3 separate regions of the Mus musculus genome follow, and all the other regions are linked to region 3. Evidence: chromatin contacts called from public HiChIP or PLAC-seq data. All regions are on one chromosome and are shown on one strand. The core of a region is the stretch at or near the end of the contact, and the rest is flanking DNA. Distances in the headings are between cores, read along the strand shown.

The links. HiChIP or PLAC-seq counts read pairs in DNA pulled down with a chosen protein or histone mark.
Region 1: a contact with region 3 is called in an HNF4G HiChIP or PLAC-seq map of pancreatic cancer cells. The contact joins two enhancer-like sites. A contact is called at or near these places in 3 of 39 promoter capture datasets (hippocampal neurons, liver and pre-B cells) and 1 of 115 datasets of contacts at active chromatin or transcription factors (pancreatic cancer cells).
Region 2: a contact with region 3 is called in a FOXA1 HiChIP or PLAC-seq map of pancreatic cancer cells. The contact joins the promoter of Prdm15 here to the enhancer-like site in region 3. A contact is called at or near these places in 1 of 39 promoter capture datasets (embryonic stem cells) and 5 of 115 datasets of contacts at active chromatin or transcription factors (the SCID.adh cell line, embryonic stem cells, extraembryonic endoderm stem cells and 1 more).

What each region holds. Positions count from the first base shown.
Region 1 is chr16:97,494,498-97,499,163 of GRCm38.p6, reverse strand. All of the region lies in intron 2 of Fam3b (family with sequence similarity 3, member B), which reads left to right. Among named protein-coding and RNA genes, the nearest start is that of Fam3b, 8.1 kb to the left of the region's middle. Within about 2 kb of position 2,958, at least 35 of the 459 cell types and tissues checked have an H3K27ac peak or open chromatin away from gene starts, as enhancers often do. A contact at or near this core is called in pancreatic cancer cells, where this site is marked.
Region 2 is chr16:97,849,472-97,853,959 of GRCm38.p6, reverse strand. It overlaps Prdm15 (PR domain containing 15), which reads left to right and starts at 2,733. Exons shown (of 24, transcript NM_144789.2): 1 at 2,733-2,909. The coding sequence starts at 2,841.
Region 3 is chr16:97,641,648-97,645,889 of GRCm38.p6, reverse strand. It overlaps a transcript of Tmprss2 not described here. Among named protein-coding and RNA genes, the nearest start is that of Gm41512, 27 kb to the left of the region's middle. Within about 2 kb of position 1,924, at least 18 of the 459 cell types and tissues checked have an H3K27ac peak or open chromatin away from gene starts, as enhancers often do. A contact at or near this core is called in pancreatic cancer cells, where this site is marked.

The DNA.
Region 1 (4,666 bases), core at 1,709-4,208, 150 kb after region 3:
AAGAGTAGTCAATGCTCTTAACCACTGAGCCCAAGCCAGTGTATTTTTAACGTAGAAAAAGTCTAAAGATTAATTCGCACAAAGCTAAGTAATGATTAAAAATAATTGTAGGTACCTTTCCTTTTCGAATTATTCATTTTTATCTAGGGCTGTACCACTCTGAGTATACCTGGTCTTGTCTGATCACAGAAGCTAAGTAAAGTCAGGCCTTGGTTTGTACTTGGAAGGAAGATAAATTACTTTTTTTTTTTTCAATAATAAAAAGTCAAAGGACCTTCATTGGACTCGACTCTGATGGGGTTTTCAGTATAAGTTGTGTATGGCCTTTGCCTGCGTCTCACTCACTTACCATGCACATGGTGTGGAGGAGACTGTCAGCAGAGGCCACGGAGGAACATCAGAAGTTTGTAGCCACCTTTATTCCCCTCTGCTTTTACACATGCTTTCAAGCTCATCCTGCAGATATGGCCTGGTAAACCAGCTTTGAGCAAGGGCTCCTTAGCAGAGTGGTTTCAGCTTCTGCCACCCTGTAGGATATACTAGAAACACTAGCAACTCAAATGGTATGGCTGTAGCCAAGATGGCTGTGTGTTGGCTTGTTCCAAGTGTGGAGCCTCCCTTAGGAAGATCAGATCGCACTGATCACAGGGGCGATAATCATTCTGGTGTTAGCATAGACAAAGCTAGATGAAGAGGAAAACAAGACCCATGCTGCCAGACCTCGAAGCTAGGTGTTCAGTGCCAGTGTTTCCAACATGTCTGGTGGGGCCTGCCTTGCTGAGATGTCCTTGAGCCTCACCCAGCCTTAGCTTACAGTTACCATCAGGAAGTAGTCTGAAAACTGAGGACAGAGTGGGGCTCCTGCTCATTGTAGGAGCTCTGCCTATAGTCATTAGTCTTTTTTTTTTTTTCAAAATTAAAAAATATTTATTCCCTACAATTTGTTTTGCATTTAATCTAATTTGAAAGAGTAAACAATCTAATTGTTTTAAATGGTTACTAATATGGTTACTGAGAATTTGAGTTACCCTTTAAACTTTTGTACTTGTGGCCAGCATCCCACTGTCTGTAGGGTATCTCATCAGACTACTGTGAGATACCATGTAACTACTTGTAGCATAAAAGGTTGACCAGGAGCATTTCTCCACACACTTACCTTAGATACAGAGGGTGCTCATAGTTGATAATTTGGCACTGAGAAGCAGTAAGCACACTGCAGTTTGCACTGGGGAGAGGGTGGGGCAGGGGGCGGGGGCGGCTAGTTACAATGCAAAGGTCACCACGAGTGACGATGAGATTACTGCAGGGCAGAAGTGGGGAAGCAAATGGACTTTGCCTGGATGACGACAGAAAGATGGCTGCAGGGCTTTGGCAGGCTGGAGGCTTGAGGGTGAATTGTGTAGGATGTTCTTCTGACTGGAGGCTATTATAACTAGAAGCCAAGCCTAGCTCTTGCACACCCCAGGAGACACTATGAGACACAAGATGGTTTATTCAGCATGACAGTTTCATGACATCAGGTCTTATGTTAAAGTCCTTGATTGTTTGGATTTTTGTGCAGGGTGAAAGGTGAAGGTGACATTAACATTTTTCTTCATGTCAAATACAAGCTTCCTAGAACCCTATTTGTTGAAGATGCTATCTTTTCTCTAACGTGTATTTTTTTTGACATGTTTGTAAAAAAATCAGGTGGCTGTATAAGTGTGGATTACTACCCGGGCCTTCAGTTCTATTCCGTTGACCTGTGCTGGTACTATGTTGTTTTAAGACCATGGTTCTATGGTATAACTTGAAATCAGGTGTGGTGATACCTCTTGCCATATTCTTTTTGTTTACATTGCTTTCGCTATTCTATTTTATGTGTGTATGTGATATATGTATATATATATATATATATGTACATAGTGTGTAAGTATGGTTATGTATAGTGTGTATATGAGTGTGGTGTATGTGTTTATATATGTGTGGTGTGTAAGTGTGTTATCTGAGTGTGTTATGTGTGGTGTGTGATCTATGAGTATGTGTGGTGTGTGAATGTGTATGTGGTATGTGAGTGTATTTGTGTGGTATGAGTGTATGTGGTGTATGAGTCTGTTTGGTGTATGTGTGGTATATGAGTGTGTGTTATGTGTGAGTGTGTGTGTGTGTGTGGTATATAAGTGTGTGTAGTGTGTGGCGTGTGTATGAGTGTGTGGTGTATGTGTATGTATATCTGTGTGGTATATAAGTATGTGTAGTATGTGGTGTGTGTATGAGTAGGTAGTATATGTGTGTGTATTGTGAGTGTTACCATTTAAATTTACAATTTTTTCCTATTTGCACGAAGAGGCAGAGTAGCTATGGAGCGAGAGTACCCTGAATCTGTAGATTGCTTTTGGCAAAATGGCCATTTCCACCCAATTAATTATTCTAGTCCAGGAGCGTGGGGTATTTTTCAATCTTTTACTATTTTCTTCAGTTTCTTTCTTTAGTGGCAGTGGCTATTCTCTGTGCCTTTAGCCTGGGATGGGGAACACTTCTTAAGGGACTAATGTAAAGGCTAAGCACTCCTTGAGGGACCATATGCAGAGGTGAACAGGTGACCCAAAGTGAAGGAGTTTGACATAGAAGGGCAGAAGTGCTAAGCTCTTTTTCTTTTGGGAAGGGAGGGGAGGAGACGGTCATAGTTTGTTTCTGTATCTTGCAAGCCCAAGGAAGTTCTAATTCCATTCTTTTTTTCTCCTAAGATGGATTGTGATTTTTGTGAGAGTTGCCACGTGATAGTAGGGTAGCAGGTGTCTGTCTGCAGCGAGGAGACAGCTACACTGCTTCACAGGAGTTCTAACCATGCAGGCTGAGCAGCCAGAAAACTGTAACAAATCAAACCTGTGACAAATCAAACATGTAAACTCTGAGTCCTTTGGGGTGTGGTGGTTTGAATAAGAATGGCCTGATAGACTTGTATGTTTGAACGCTTACTCATCAGGGAGTGGAATTGTTTTAAAACAGAAGGATTGGAAAGTGTGGCTTTGTTGAAGGAAGCATGCCATTAGGGGTGGGTGGGCTTTGAGATTTCAAAAGCCCATGCCAGGGCCAGTCTCTCCTCTCTTCCCTCTCTTCCCCTCCCCTGTCCTCCCCTCCCCTCCCCTCTGCTTCCCTCTCCTCTTTCCTCTTTCCCCTTCTCTGAATCAGGGTATAGCTCTCAACTACTGCTCCAGAACCATGCTTCCTGCCGTGATTATACTGGTACTAAACTACTGCCACTGTAAGCACACCCCCGACTAAATGCTTTCTTTTATAAGAGCTGCCTTACTCATGGTGTCTCTTCGCAGAGAAGAGTGACTAAGATCGGAGGTTTTAATGCTAAGAAACTCCTGTGAAAACATTTCATTTTGAAATAGATTATTAAAAAAGGTATTTTTTGGTGTGTGTTTTATATATAAAAAAAGAGCCAGGATATGTTTAGTAGAGCCAGGTATGGTGAGGTGAGCCCATGATGAGGCATCCTTTTTCCCTGAGGTAGTCATATGGTGGGTATATTGTAGAATAGAGTTTATTTAGGGCATGCAAAGGGGAGCTGAGAAGGGAGGAGAGAGAGGGAAGGAGGGAGAGAGAGAGAGAGAGAGAGAGAGAGAGAGAGAGAGAGAGAGAGAGAGAGAGAGAGAAGAAGGAGAAGGAGAAGGAGAAGGAGAAGGAGAAGAAGAAGAAGAAGAAGAAGAAGAAGAAGAAGAAGAAGAAGAAGAAGAAGAAGGAAGAAGGAAGAAGGAAGAAGAAGGAAGAAGGAAGAAGGAAGAAGGAAGAAGGAAGAAGGAAGAAAGAAGAAAGAAAGAAGGAAGGAGAGGAAGAGGAAGAAGAAGAAGAAGGAGAGGAAGAAGGAGAGGAAGAAGAGGAAGGAGAGGAGAGGAGAGGAGAGGGAGAGGGAAGGAGAGGAGGAGGAAAAGGGAAAAGGGAAAAGAGAAAAAGAAAAAAGGGAAGAGAAAAGAGAAGAGAAGAGAGAAGAGAGAGAGAAAAGAAAAGAGAAAAGAGTGAGGAGGGGCCAAACAGCCCCTTTTATATATAGCAAGTCAGGCCTACCTGGCTGTTGCCAGGTAACTGTTGGGCGGAGCCTAGGAGGAATGCTAACAACTTTTAGTGCTTCTTGAATTTGAAAACAAGAAACCACAAACTTCTCACTCTGTTGCCATTTTTGTTGCATGTAGTAGGTATTCAGAGTCTTGGTGTAAGTGTCTATATCTAGGCCTTACAAGCAGGGCAGCAGATGTTGGCCTGCAAGAGGTGAGTGGTCTTTCTGCATATTCTGTCTCCTTTGTCTGGGCACCACCACTGATGCTGAATCCTGGAGGACCTCAGAGACACTAGAGAGTCCAACTTCCCAGGCCACTTTCCTTTGTTGCCTCATCAGAGTGGCCTGTCTGTGCTGTCCTCTCTAGGACTCTTGGCTGCTGCTGCTAAAGCTCTCACTCCATCTCTCAGTCCTTATTTTCCCCCAACAAACTTTAGACAAATGTTTGACAAAGGCCACAGTGACACTATGGATGGCCACCAAACCCCATCCTCCTTGTACCTCCGAACCCCTGAGTGTACAGAGGTCTGGGCCCCATAGAACATTGTTCCCTGACCTCCACTGCATGTAAAGACACAGAGGCACTCACTCATCGGATGGCATGTAACAGAACACTTTGAGCGG
Region 2 (4,488 bases), core at 1,484-3,983, 210 kb before region 3:
TGCAGTGTTGGGAAGGTTGAGAACCACAGTCTTAAAGGTTCAATAACATCCCCCCAAACAGCAGTATCAACTGGGGATCAAGTGTTCAAATACTTGAGCCTGTGGGAGGCCTTTTTCATTCAGACCCCAACAGGAGAGGAGACCTCACTACTGGAGAAATGGCAGTACTCTCACTCCCAGTTCCTCAGCCCCACACATTACACAGGGCAAGGCAATGCCTGTGTCTGGAATTGGAGAGTGTTAGGGTTGGAGGAGCTGGGGAGACTGTTGCCTCCTTTGTAGACCACCAAGTTCTGCTTTGTGCTGCCATCCCAAGAGGGGGACTAGAGGGCTAAACTGATAACAATTTACCAGGCTGATCTCTGCTGGAACCTCCTGAGGAATTCTGAACAACCCGACTTCCCTGCCAGGGTTGGTCCTTATCAACCACCACTGGTCATTCTAGAATGCACACACCCATTCTCTGTACCACCCCTATACTATTAGACTGAGCAGACAGGCCCTGCTTTCTCATGAAGTAGCCAGCAAATAAGACTTACAAGATCTGGGCTTAGCTTTGCTGGAATGCAGGTATTTAACAGGTATCCCACACTCCTGGTATCTCTAACTTCCCATCTCTTTCCCTAATTTTTCAGTTTTTGCTCTGCCAGCTTCAAACATCAATCGTCCTTTCCGTGGCTCCCCACAATTATTTTGACCTTGTAACATATTGTTTGGCCTCCAAGATCTTCCTCTGAAATCTGAATAACCCCATAACTTTTGTATTTTGCATATATGCAAAACCAGTATCATGTGGATTCCACCAAAGTCTCTCGCCAGCTCAGGCCGGGTGGTGGTGGCGCACACCTTTAATTCCAGAGGTGGCAGAGGCAGGCAGATTTCCGGTCTACAGAGTGAGTTCCAGGACAGCCAGAGCTACACAGAGAAACCCTGTCTTGAAAAACCAAACAAAACCAAAACCAAACCAAAAAAAGTAGCTGGTTTCTTGGGTCACCACTACCATGGGCTGAGTGCCTAAGCAGCTAAATATGGTGAAAACAACCTTGAGGTCACCAGTTCCTATGGGGGTCCTGTAGGAGCAGGGAGCCCTGACATTGAGAGCTCCCTTTTCAAGGGAAAGTCTTTCAAGTAAGTCTGCTTTCATATCCTGTTCCAAGGCAAAGCGCGAAGCTTAGTAGATGATAATCCATTCAGCCTACATGTCTTCCTTGGTCTCAGATTTACACTGGTTTTTCTTGTAAACAGCCTGATTTTATTTATACTTAGTCCTGTTTCATATGTAGAAGATGAAAGAAGTGGCCTTCTGAGCACTTAGAATGAGCAATACCAATGAAAGTGGTATAGGGGATGATGTGTGTGTACCTGTTTTAAAGAATGAGCAATACCAATGAAAGTGGTATAGGGGATGATGGGGTGTGTACCTGTTTTAAAGGTGTGTCGTCCCCCCCCCCTCCCCCGAGGACAGGGTTTCTCTGTATAGCACTGGCTGTCCTGGAACTCACTTTGTAGACCAGACTGGCCTCGAACTCAGAAATCCACCTGCCTCTGCCTCCCAAGTGCTGGTGTTAAAGGCGTGTGCCACCACCGCCCGGGCTTAAAGGTGTCTTGAAGGGCAAAGATGTCCTTGTCTGCTCAGTTCACTACACTGCCTGCCTCATTCACACACACACAGCTCTAACCTTAACTCCTCGGTTCACATACCATCTGGCCACCTCTCATGGATCACACAGCCTCTCTCCCCAGCTTTTTTGTTCACTCAGTCCCTTACCCTGAATCCTCACAGCCCGCTTCACCAGGCCTCCATATAGTCTCTCTCCTGTTCCCCATCCACATTGACAGTTACCCGCTCCCCATTCAGGAAGGCAACCATCCTCCATATCTGCAACCACGCATCTCTGCCCATGGGTTCCTCAATCACGCAGCCGTTTCCTGGGCTCTCTGGCTACAAAGCCCCAGCCAGTTCCCACAACACGCAGTTCTTTATCCCTGACTCCCTGTTAACACAGCCCGAAGTTCCCAGCTCCAGGTGCAAACACCCGGAGCCCTGGGCCCGCCCGTCGGCCTGCGCTGCGCACTACAACTCCCACGATGCCGCGCCACCGCCCCCCCGGCTTCCGGTGCTGCGCAGTTTCCGGAGCGGATCGCAACCCGGAGTCCGGATCCGACCCCGCTCTGCACATTCCACAGGCAGGTAAAGCCCCGGGCCCATGCTCGCCGCTGCCCCACCGCGCGCCCCTTGCTGCGGCCCGCGGCCCGCGCCTGGCCCGGGCTCGGCCTCCAGCCGCGCCCCCCACGCCCGCCCCGGTCCGGCCGCCGCGCCGCCTGTTCTTTGTTACAGTCGGGGCCGCGGGCGCCGTGGGCGATCGGAGTCAAAACCCGGCTGGAATCCGGAGCCGCTCCGGGATCGCCCTGCGCCCGCCGGGTTCCGCTGCCGCGGGCTTGGCCTCTGCCCTAAGTGCCCAGCCTGGGTTCCGAGCGCCCGGCCCCTGCCAACTGCCCTCCGCGCGCTCGGCCCACGCCAACCGGCGCCCGACCGCCCACTCGCGGGCTCGGCGCCCCCCGCCCCGGCGCGGGCTCAGGCGCTGCGCCCCTAGTGCGCCCAGGCCCAGCGGCCACCGCCAGGCCCTGCGTGGCTGCGGGCTCAAGTCTCTACAGTCCCTTCCCGGCTACCCGGCCGCCTTACCCGGTTTTCGGGCACAGCCCAGGGAGGGGCCTTCGTCTCCAGCCCCTTTGGCGTTTAAGAAAGTCCGAGGCTGTGCCGTGGCTCCCAGGCCCTGGCGCCTCACTCGTCTCTACCTTTTGGTGGCCCAGGGACCACAGTGGCAAGACAGGCTGGAGACATGTGCCCACCTACTATCTGGGAAAAGGGTGGACAGGTGGGGGCCAGGTGGAGCCTGCGTGCTCCTGAGGTGAGTTTTGAGAGGGCAGAGGTAGGACGAGAGAGGCAGTGGTGGGCGAGGGCGCGCTTATTCCCCCCCCCCCCAACACTTCATGGAATGGTGGAGGGCCTCTTCACACATGCTCATAAGCGTACCCCTCCTCCGAGGTGGTTTAAAATGGTAGAAGCTAGAATGTGAGCTGGAGACACGTGGACCTGTGCCTGAATTTAAAGCTGCCAACGCTTCTTTTAAAAAAACATATGCTAGAGCCCGTCAGAATCCTCCCATGGAGGTGCTTGTGCAGGCCACCGCTTGAGGTCCTGAAGGCAATTTTAAAAGTAAAACCTGAATTCTCCGACTTTGGGAAACCTCAGGGGTGGCAGAGACAGTACTCCCTGGAAAGTGCAGAGTAGTTGCTGAGACTTGATCGCCTATACACCCCACCCCAACCATATTTTGCTTCAAACCTACCGGCTTTCCATGTCTTACCTACTGCAGCTTCCTCCTCAGACTTGCCCTGAAATTACTGCTTTACTCTGAAATAAAACCTTTAGATCGGATTATTAAAGGGAAAAAGCACTAAGTTTTCTCCTGATGAGGTTTGTTTTTCCGTCTTTGATTCATGCTTTTCCACAAATGTCAGCAAAGAATATACTAGTTCTCTTTGGGGAACAGACAAGGTAGTTTGTTTTTCCAGAAGACAAATGGGTAGATTAAAACACCAACCACAGCTAGGTTGATGGCAAATGCTTATAATCCCAGTACTCTGGAGACTGAGCCAGAAGTCTATGTTCATGGAAGCCTGGACCATACAAAGCCAGCTACAATTACAAGGCTGTCTTAGAGAGATTACCTTTGAGAAGGACCACTGTTGCCATGGGGTGTCCTGTCATTTTTTTCCTGAAAGGTTATCTGTGCAGAAGGTAGGGAAGACATTGCTGCATTTTTCAGGTATAATAGAGCATAAAACTGGTCACCAACAGTGGCATAAAGGCTGGCCAGACTCAGATTCTCATTTGTAACATATGTCTGACACCTGTTCAGGATAACTTTCCCAGATTGTTCTACCAGGCCATTTCTGTGGTAAACGTTTGTGGACACCTTTCATACACCCAAGGGACAAAAGAAGAGGTGCAAGAGGCAGTGTAGACTATAAGTAACGGTGGTTACACAAGAGTGACAAGGACATGAAGGAAGAAGGTTGCTGGGTGTGCAGGGGTTGTTGGCACACTCTGCACTGACCTGAGCCATCTATCTAGGAAGGGTAGTTTAGTAGGAGACAGGTGCTGTGAGGAAATCTAGCCTCTAGTGGAAATCTAGTGGAAAGCAGAGTGGGCTAGTGCACAGAGGGCTGGGTGGGAACATAGTTGGGATCCCAGGCTGGGAAAGGCCAGTGAATCAGGGTGGAGAGCTTTGAACAGGACTGGCACAGGAACTGTGTCCTTAGAGTTGAGTCTGTGGGTGCTTTGGGGAGCCAGAGCACACACAAATACAGGCCAGTAGACTCCACTCAAAATAGAAGGAAACACCGAGATGATCCAGCACACGGCTGCTATCCTAGAGGCACCAGCTGGCCCACTGTCCAGGCATCCTTTGAGAGTCTGTGGGC
Region 3 (4,242 bases), core at 675-3,174:
TTTTTATCTTTTAAAAGAAAGATGTGTTTTTATTTTATGTACATGCGTGTTTGGGTTCACCATGTGTATGCAGTGTCCATGAAGGACAAAAGAGGGTTCAGGATCTGCAGTTAAAGTGGTTGTGAGTTGCCGGCAGTGTGTATGCAGAGAACTGAACCCACATCCTTTGCAAGAGCAGCACCAGCATGTTCTCTTAACCTCTGAGTAACCTCTCCAGGCCCCTTAATGTCTTACCTTTGAATTTTTAAATGCAGCCTGACTAAGGGTTGTGGTAGCATTCTTAGCTCTGATTCCCTCAAGGTAGCATTTCCATGGCCCCTGGGCACTATCAAAAACTAAAAATGAGAATAGTAGGTGATACCATGTCACCTGCAGACTGTGTCCAAGGTTCATCCATTCCTTAGCATGCTCTGTTTGGTCCAGCTTGTAAGCTGTGCTTGGTTGCAATGCTGTTCCATCCCCTTGAAGATGGAACAATATCTGATTGAGCCTCTTTGGGGGAAAACTGGGTTGTGAGTGGTAAGAGGACCTTGGATTTGAGTCACCTGCTGTTTCCAGGTGATGTGCATTTTGTAGAAGAGCTGTATAAGTGTTGATGTCCCACTCTGGCTCTGAGCTTTTTCTCGAATGCTGGGATTTTTAGCTGTCATGGGCTTACAGCTGGCTTACAGTCTCAGACTGCTTGGAACCAAATGTTTATATTCCAAATACACTGTAAGACAGTGGGACAAAGGTCAGGTCACTGGCCTGAAAGAGTATCTGCTCCTCTGTTCCAGGAAGTTTCCTGAATCAAGGGGACTTGGGATGGCAGTGGCCTGAAAAGACTGTTCTTATGAGGAAACCTTACTAGAGCCATCAAGCATCCAGGGAATAGGACACTGGAGGACAGATCAAACCTCCTGCTAACTCCCAGTTACATCCTGGTTCTCAGACAGTAACCACATTGTGGCAGCTGTGTGAGTGACTTATGACACTATCTAATAGTCTCTAAGGTTCAGAAACAGTAAATGGCTTCCTGCCAGAACATACACAGTCCTTCATGGGATGGGCCAGTTCATTGTGCTGTTATGCTGATGACATCTCTAAGGTCCAGGTACAGTAAATGGCTCCCTTCCAGAAGCAATACTGTTTTCCATATGGTTTAAAGAGGACCAGGTAGCAAGCAGGGACCTTGTGCTGATTCTAAACACAGCCTCAGGTGGGAACAGCTAAGGTGACAAGCTGGAGGGCAACAGAGATGCAATGAAAGGCCACCTTTCTTTTCAGTTTAAGGACAGGAAAAGTCTTGTCTTAATACTGACATTTGAAAAATATTGTCAGAGATCCAGAACAACACTCTGGGAGAAGAAGGCAAGAGAGCTATGTGCAGCCCAAACAGAGAGCACTTGCCCAGCATTAGCACTTGCCCAGCATGATCTAGCCCGCATCCCCAGCACTTTTAGACAAAAGTATGGAAGCAGGGCTGGAGAGTTGGCTCAGCAGTTAAGAGCATTATTGGTTGCTCTTCCAGAGGTCCAGAGTTCAATTCCCAGCAACCGCATGGTGGTTCACAACCACCTGTAGTAAGATCTGATGCCCTCTTCTGGCATGTAGGTGTACATGCAGATAGACCACATATACATAAAATAAGTCATTAAAATATTTTTTAAAATGTAGGAAAGAAAGGAAATGGGGAGTGGAGGAGGTGGAGAGAGGGAGAAGACGACAGAGGTTGAACAGATAAGTGGATAGGTAGGCTGAAGTGCCCCGTATGGAAAAAATGAACACTAGAAGAGGGTTCTGTACTGACTCAGAAATTTGGGGATGTCGGGAAATCCAGGTGGCTTATTTTCCAGCTGTTGGAGATGGGGACACATGAGAGAAGGTGGGGTAACAGCCAAGGGACAAGCCAGGAAGTATGCCCTGCACTAAAGAGCCTCCAGTTGTTTGAAAAGAAAGCTGTAATTAAAAAAAAATCAATAAAGACTTAGAAACAAGGAAACAGCCAGGCCTTTGGGAGGGTCCCTTTGTTCTATGTTCCCGGAACAAGTGCCTCACTGCTTGCCAGACACCACAAGAAACAAGAAGTTTCATTAAACATGGTGGAGCACAGAAGGTAGAATACAGGCGTCTCAGACAGGGCAGTCTTTCCCTTCCATCTGGAAACTGGTCCTAAGGGAAATCTGTCACTGAGGAAGTCAAGTGACAGGGCCACACTTTATTGCAGGGCCAACCTCATAGCTTCTCCCTACCTGGTATGCTTAAAACTGTCATATCCAGGCTACTAAGATGCAAATGTTTCAGGTCTTCCCAAAGGATATAATTCCTAAGCTCAAAGTCCACATCAGATAGGAAGAAAAAAGACTGAAGTCGCTTTCTTTGTTGTGGTTATTTTTTGTTTGTTTAGTTGGTTTTAATTTTTTTTTTTAATTTTTGCTTTTGCTTTTCCTGTCCCTGGAAACATGAGGCCAGAAGGATATTCAAAGTGGAGGGACAAGACTTGGCACTATCCCCACCCTCCCACCATTTCCTGACCTCATGTCTTTGAGTATGGAGGTAGATGAGGTAGATATACCTTCAGTCAGTCTGTGTAGAATCCTCTCCAGACTCCACCCAGCTCTTGGGCTGCCTGGGGCATCCCTGGAGAATCTTGGGCCCATATCTTTCATTTCCCTACCTCAGTGAAATATGCCAGTTACCTGTCAGACCTGCCACCCCAGATCCTTCTTTGCTGTGGCCCCTCTGTTTCCCCTAACCCCTTCACAAGTGTGTCCCTCTCTCCAATTCCCAAAGGTCTTTCCTACATTTCCTGCCAAATATTTCTTGATAGCATATGGTATCTGCAACTCCTCTATAACCATCCTCTTGTTCTTTCTCTCCCCATGCGTATCTTCTTCTTCCTTCCCCTCCTCCCCCATCCTTTCCTTTTTTTTCTTTTCTTCCTCACCTTTGGGTCTTGTCCTCTAGGACCCACTTGGGATCATGGAGATTTCTAGACTGTAAAAAAGTCAGGAAGTTTACCTTCCTCTAGAACCCCACCCTCTTCCACCAACTGTTGTCCCTGCTACCCATCAGGGGCTTTGAAACCTTGAAGATTTCCCAACCTTCTTGCTTTAGAAATAGGCAAAAATAAAGGGCCAGTGACCACTTCCCAAGTTCACCTTCAGGGCCCTGACATGAGGTCTAGGTTTAAATAGAAGGCAAATTTAAGCAGGTCTGGTCAAGGTGTAGTCCTGCCCTTCCCTGACCCATCTAGGTCACAAATCCGTCTCCAGTCTCTTCTCCCCTGCAGTCATTGTGCCCATTGTCAGCACTAGAAGAGAATTCTTCCTGGCAGACAAGTTCTTCTCTTTTTCTTCTCCCAGTACTACACTGGGGAAATCTCAATTCCTTAGGGTCCCATCACAACATTCTTAGAATAGAAATGAGGGGAACTAGGGTCTTTGTGTGAAATGTCTTTACTTCTGCCAGGATCAGCCTAGGTGATGGCCATGCTAGAGAACACTGGGCCACTTGTGCAGAGCAGGGTGGGCTCCTTCACAAGGGCTATTGCTGAAACAATAGGCTAGGTTGTCACTCACCTACCTGCTGGTGACCTAGAGAGACAGAGGGTTCTGAAACAATATCTTGATGAACAGAGGTTTATGGGACACCTCTTTTATTCTTTTGAGCAGGTGTTTACTTTGTTATAATTTGTATTTTTTAAAGGTGTGTGTGTGTATGTGTGTGTGTGTGTGTGTGTGTGTGTGTGTGTGTGTAAAAACCCTAATGCTTTGTCAGCATTACATGTCAAACAAAATGCAATGTACTTTGTTTATCCTGTGCTTGATGGCTCCAGCTACGGCCCACAGTGACTGTAAGCCCTGCTGAGGTGACTGGCCTAACAGAACTTCCATCTGTATATTCTAGAGGATGAAGTGAGATCCCAGGCCCTCCTCTGCCTGAATTATTTTGGGAGCAGTGGTTGAAACTATCTTGAGCCCACCCCCCACCCCCTGCTCTCCTCTTGGTGGGAGCAGACCAAATCTACAAAGCCCTAATGTAGAAAGATTGCATGGAGAAAAAAGGAGAGAGCAGCCAGGCCTAGTGCTGCACACCTGTGATCTCAGTACTCAGATGATAGTGACAGGACCAGAAATTTACATTACCTTACACTGCATAGTGAGGTCAAGGTTGGTCTGGGCTACGTGAAACCCTGTCTCAAACGGAGAAAGGGAGGGAGGAAGGGAGAAAGGGAGAGGGAGAGGGAGGGAGGAAAGGTAG